Linked DNA regions of Gossypium hirsutum: region 2 is linked to region 1. The links are chromatin contacts, called in public Hi-C maps. All regions are on one chromosome and are shown on one strand. The core of a region is the stretch at or near the end of the contact, and the rest is flanking DNA. Distances in the headings are between cores, read along the strand shown.

What was found. Hi-C and Micro-C count contacts between places; a contact is called where the count stands out from the background.
Region 2: a contact with region 1 is called in a Hi-C map of leaf, with 2.0 times the contacts expected there. The contact joins the promoter of LOC107901000 here to the promoter of LOC107901018 in region 1. A contact is called at or near these places in 2 of 34 Hi-C or Micro-C datasets (both in leaf).

The regions. Positions count from the first base shown.
Region 1 is chrD06:16,106,736-16,110,025 of Gossypium_hirsutum_v2.1, forward strand. It overlaps LOC107901018 (endoribonuclease Dicer homolog 3-like), which reads left to right and starts at 1,882. Exons shown (of 27, transcript NM_001326896.1): 1 at 1,882-2,509; 2 at 2,535-2,743; 3 at 2,844-2,928; 4 at 3,282-3,290. The coding sequence starts at 2,369.
Region 2 is chrD06:16,653,231-16,656,393 of Gossypium_hirsutum_v2.1, forward strand. LOC107901000 (E3 ubiquitin-protein ligase AIP2) reads right to left here and starts at 1,692. Exons shown (of 5, transcript XM_016826814.2): 1 at 1,315-1,692; 2 at 1,008-1,224; 3 at 579-781; 4 at 266-481; 5 at 1-169. The coding sequence starts at 1,473. The coding sequence ends at 20.

The DNA of each region.
Region 1 (3,290 bases), core at 632-3,131:
TGAACGTAACATCTGGAGATAACTTTGCAATTTCGTTTATCAAAACTCTAATCATGTAAAGGGAATGAAAATGCAAAATATGATACATTTAGTTAGGTAGTATAAATTAAGTTCATAGCCCATGAAATTATTGGGAGCAAATGTTTATGTTAGGATTATTATGTTGTCTAAAAGTTTACTTGGAGAGATAGCTTGTCTTAGTTATTAGAGTAAGATTGATTCTCAAGATAGCGACATAGATGTGATTCTATAAATAGACAATATATTCAACTAGACTCAAGATGAATTAATTTACTTGCAATGTTTATTGTGTACTTACCTTAATCTTGAATAAAGTGAAAAACTATGTATGAATGACTTACATATTTGAAATATAAATTCACTTATAGATGGTAAAATCATAATTCAAAAGTTAATGACATTATACAATTTATAAAAGTGGAATGAAAGCATAGGCCATTTGTTTTGTTAAATCGCAAGCTCATTGGAAAAATGTTTATAAATATAGCTTTTGTAATTATAGTGGTTTGACTCTATGATTTAATAACGATGTAATTAATAGACGAAAAATTAAAATTTAATTACATGTTATTTTAGTCTACATTTTATATGTCTAAATGGTTTTTTCGCTAGCTCATAAATAATTGGAAGTTCAGTCATGATATTATAGTGATTTAATGTTATTATAGATGTATTTATGAAAAGAATATCGTCACGACACCATTAAATGTTGGAAAAAATGGATATTTTGGAAGCTTTGAGGCATATTATCGATTAGTAAATGTGGATATTCGAATCATAAAACTATGGTTTTATATTTTACTCCATGAGAACTTTACAATGGTATATCATATGCTCAAAATAGTTGAGTGATGAATGAGAAATTGATACTCAAAGTAAGTCACTTGTGAATTATGTTGAGGAAAGTAGAAAGCTAGTCACTTGTGAATTATGTTGAGAAAGTAGAAAGCTTAGTCCCACATTTGTTAGATATCAAGAGTGAAATATATTTATATATGTGAACCAACTTGGTGGTTATTGAATGACTAAATTAATACTATCTCTCATGCGTAGGGGGCACAAATCTAAACCTGTTAGGGTTGAGGGCACACCCACACGATGTGGGTAACGGGAAATATTTGTATTGGTTTGAGCATTTTTTAGCCCCTATGAATATTTAAGTAATCTGACACGGAAGATACACACTGTGATAGAAGCCATCATATTGTTGTATCCATCTTCCAGTATAATATTTTAATTTTCTATTTTCCAAATTATATATTATTGTTCTTATATATAAATATTTTATAATACTGTCATTTTACTAACATTTTTGTGCAACATTAAAAGCAACCACGGTATCAAATCCACTCTCATTAATATTTCCAAATTTTTAAGCTCACCACACAAGTAATCGCGGGAGAAGGGCTCACTCCAAGAAGAGAGACCACACTTTGCTTAAGTGTAACCTCAACTCCCTCAAATTATCACTTCGAGTATATAACTTAATTATTAAACAAAGAATATGTTAAAAAATGTTGCAAAATCACAATATGCAACATAACACAAGTATGAACTACGTCAACTGTCGAACTGTTATCGTTTCCAACTCATAAGCCAAACCCTCTTACCGCGCATTACATGTCCAATAAAAGAGGGAGGTTTGCATTGCGTGTCCAATAAACATTGGGCTGTCATTGCACATTCCCCATAACGCGCGATAACCAAACAGCTTGGGTTCAAATCATCATTGGGCTGTCATTGCACACTCCCCCTAACGCGCGTTAACCAAAACAGCTTGGGTCCAAATCATCTGATAGTTTCAACCTGTTTCTCTCTGCAGACTCGGCACTGCTACTGTTTTCGAGTTTCAATGAGTTTAAATAAAATCTAACAAAACCCCATCACCAAATTTCATTTTATACTTGTATCATACATTAAGTGCCTTTAGCGAGTCAGTGTTCTTATAGCTTCTGGTAGTTGGCTAGTTAATTGCGACCCGAGGTTTCATTGTAAACCGTTCGGTGTTGGGGCAGGGTTCTTCCTTTTTCTCCATAAAAATAGCCAAAATGAGTTAATTGGAAAATTCCCAGAACAGTACATTTTATATAATCCATGTCTTTGCTGAAGTCCCATTCAACACCCCAATTTTCTCCGGTTATCTTAACCAAACTAATCGTACGTTAGGGTTTCACATATTTTGTGTTTTCACTCTTTTTTTTTTAATACTTATCAGTCCCATTCGGTAAAGGTTTAGTCTTTTTACTCTTATTACAATCTCACAATCTACATGCATTCTCCAAAGGAGGAACAGGGTGAGCCTCTAAAACGAAGTTTCAGTGAGGCGAAGTCAGACCCACCTGATTGGATGGTTCTAGACGACAATGAAACTGCTAAGGAAGAAGACCCTTCTTCATCTTCAAAACCTAAGGACTTTAACCCCAGAGGGTTTGCCCTTTTCTCTTTTTCGTTTTTGAGTGTGGTTGTTATTTGTGTCATTCTGAGTTTTTGATTTTATTTTTGTGTTTTGTAGGTATCAATTGCAGGTATATGAGGTGGCAAAGAGAAGAAACATAATAGCATTGTTGGATACAGGTGTAGGGAAGACAATGATAGCTGTGATGCTCATAAAAGATTTTGGTCAAGCTATCGAGTCTACTGAAAGTAAAAAATTGATTATTTTCTTGGCTCCCACTGTTCATCTAGTCAATCAGGTTTGCTTTTTGATCCGCGAAAGTTTGAATTCCTCCTGGTGAGGTAATTGTAGTTAAACATTGACATTGTGTGTATATATACATATATTTGTATTTGCAGCAATTTGAATATGTAAAAGATCATACTAGTTTGGAAGTTGAACAGTATTATGGAGCTAAGGGGGTTGATGAATGGACCTTGGATTGTTGGGAGAAAGAAACAAAGGAGCATGATGTAAGTTTGCTTATTATCTAGCTTTGATAAGGCTACTTTTTAAGCTAATGCACTGAGTCTTATAAATGTTGAGTTGGATTCCATTTGGTTCTAGTACTCTCACTTTGAGAATCCTCCGCCTTAATTTTTCGTAGTTCGTACTAATGTTTTTCAATGCACTTCTAGTAAAGTTGGCATTTGGTGTTTACTTATCTTTGAAGGGCACCTTGTAGGCATTATTCCTTGATATTCTTTGAAGGCACTATACTTTGTAAATGGGTAGCAAAGCATGGGACATACTTTTTTTCTTCTGCTTCTAGCCCCTTTAGATCAACTTGTTGCTGATATGTATATCTTTATCATTGATCTTGTAGGTTCTGGTT
Region 2 (3,163 bases), core at 442-2,941, 550 kb after region 1:
ATCCAATAAGACCAGTCATCTACACATACATGTATTCACCACCACGAACAGCATTTGCAGCACCTTTTCTCTCTTCTTCGGCCTCCTTTTCCCGCTCCTTCCAGCTCTCATAATCATGGTCATCTGTTTGCAGCTCATATCTACAAATTGGGCAAGAATTGTGTTCATCCTGCCACAAAATACCATTGAATATAAGACACAGATAACCCACAATCGCATTTAATCCTCCATCACTAATAAAATAAAATCAAGCACTATTAATTACCAGCCATGGCTTTAAACAAGGAGGATGGAATGTGTGCTTGCACGGCAATTCTTGCATGTTATCGCCAACAAGAAGGTTCTCCTTACATATTGCACATTCAGAATCAGATCCAAGCTTAGCCAGGATTTCTTCTGTGAGAGTAATTACCGGAAGCTCTGCGACAACTTCTTTACTAGCTGGTGGGACTCTTCGAACACCACCCTCATTCTCAAGTATCTTGAAAACAAAGATTAATCCATTCACATGAGTTTCAAATTCTAATCAACTTCTATAAACCAATATATATTCAACTAGCAGATCGCAGAAAAAGTACCTCCGGTATAACACTATCAAGATGATCAATGAGCTGTTCAAGCACATTGGCAGCATTTTCCACTGTGTTAACATTTGTGGCCGAACCCTGAGAAGATTCGGCAGCCGCAGCAGAAGCAAAAGCATTCATGAGATTTGATTGGACCAACCATTGAGGCTGTGGTGGTTCAGGATCCACGGTAAGATGTCCCTCAAATAGATAACCTTTTGGGCAAAACAAAACAGAAATCATTTTAAACATTTCAATGTCCCTGAACATACTTCAAAACTATGTTACTCGAACTTGAATATGAAGGTCGGATACTGACATGAATAAGGTTAGATTTTTCTATGTGTATATTTGTAGGATCCTTGTATATCACATCCGTTCTTAAACAAAAATAAAGAAGTCCAAGCAAGAAAAAAGCAAAGGATTGTTTTCGAAACAAACCTCTGTTGGCGGAAGATTCAGATGATTGGACGGGGTTTTCGATTTCATTCAAGTGTTGCTTAGCCTGAGAAATGCAATTCCTAAGATGACTCTTTTCAGAAGGATCAGAGACAAGGGGTTCCAAGAGTTCGACAAGGCGTAAACCGGCAAGCCAGAAACCGGGTGCGGTGTATCTGGTCTTCAAAATGGTAGCAACACGGCAAACAACGGAATAAAACTGAACGACGAAAAACGATAGCATGTGAAAATTCAATTACCGCTTTAAATTGGAAGAGAGAAAAGATGAATAAAGAAAAGGGGATCTCACCGATTTGCGAAGGGAGGGAGAAGCTGAAGGATAATGGAGTTTAAGAAGGGAATTGATGGAGGAAACTGCGTCCTCGAATCTCTGTTTCTTTCCAAGCTGTTTCTGTAATTCCTCTAATTGTTGCTTCAAGCTTCCATCTGAACAAGAAGAAGACCCCATTCTTTCAACTCTGCAATCAAATTCTTAAAGAAAAAAAAATTCCGATTCTTGAATCTCGTTACTTATTTTATATGTTGGGGGTTTAGAGAATTCTTATTCGAATTTTGTTTTTAAGAGCAGATTTCTTGGCGAGGGGGATAACGAGGGTGTCGGCCGTGGACCAGTCCGCCCGGTTCAATCTTATATGGGCGAATGCCCGGATCTGGAGTGATTTGAAACGACTTAGCGTGCCTATGATAAATTTAAAAATTAAGACTAACAGATGTAAAATTTAAATTTATTGAAACTTAATATTTATTATAAGTATGTATATTTTTTATTTAATTAGGTTTATTTTTATTGATTTATGAAATAATTAGATAAAAAGAGGTTAAAGTTTATTTTTTTGACAAATTTTTGTGATTTGAATTTTTTAACACGGTGTAGCTTTAATATTTTGGTCATAACTTGAGTTACAAACTCCCGTTTTTGGGCCTATAATATACCAATTTAAAAGAAATTGAAAAATATAACTAAAGTTATTTCACAACTCAAGCTTAAAAATGTCAAGAAGATGTTTGAAAATGGCCTAAAAGTCTAACGCAAAAATTGCCTAAAAACCTAAAAAAAATTGTTATTTAATTAATGGCACTTTTATATTTTCTCTATTATATTATTTTTGTCCTATAAATAAATATTATTAGGTTAAGATTTGTGAGATACCTAGCCATTCTTAATTTTATATTGTTTTTTTTAATTTATGGGTTTCTAAACCCTCTTTTCTAGTTGAAGCAATATTCGAAATTTGATTGTACGAGTTTGTAAGATCGAATTCTTTTTAATCTTTCTTTGCTCTTTAGTATTTGAATGTCTTTTGGTTTAATTGCAATTATTCAAGTTTGTTAAATATCCGACCAATATTTGATAGCTTAGAGCGATTGCTTTCTCAATTAGATAATTAGTCGATTGATTGATTTCTAATATTTGTGACGACTGCATGATTATTTATGTAGTGTAAGCATGCGGTCTAACTTAAATAAACCATGACTGTGCACTTGTTGGTTAGAATTGAGTTTCTTTCATTCTTAAAGTTATTGATAAATTAAATTCATAAGTGATTATTATAGAATTATTTATAAATAAAGAAAGCAATTAATGACGATTGTCTTGATTATCAAGAAAGTCAGAAGAGATTAGGTTACTTGGCGATTGGCAATGCCTATAATCAATTTATTAAAGAACATTGAAATTGATCTTGCATCAATGATCAAACTCTCAAATCAAATGAAGAATTTACTTTGACTAGAACTTCTAATTGATTTTTCTCAAAATTTTAATTATATTATAAACAAAAATAATAGATAAAAGATGGATATGAGAATATGAGAATTTCTATTGCATTCTATACTTTTTCATTATACTTACAAGTAGTACAGTCCACTATATATATAGGGAGATTAGACTTTCAATATTCTAATACATAAATAAGAAAAAGTGGTTACAAGGAGATGAAAGGTTTAAGGAAGATGGAAGGTTAAAGATTAAAGAAGATGAAACGTGGAAGGTCAAGGGAGATGAAAGATGAAATGTTGAACATCCATTAAATGACATTCATAACACTCCCCCTTAGATGTTCAACCTTTCATCTTTCATCTTTCATCTCCCTTGGCCTTCCACCTTTCATCTTCTTTAACCTTTAACCTTTCATCTC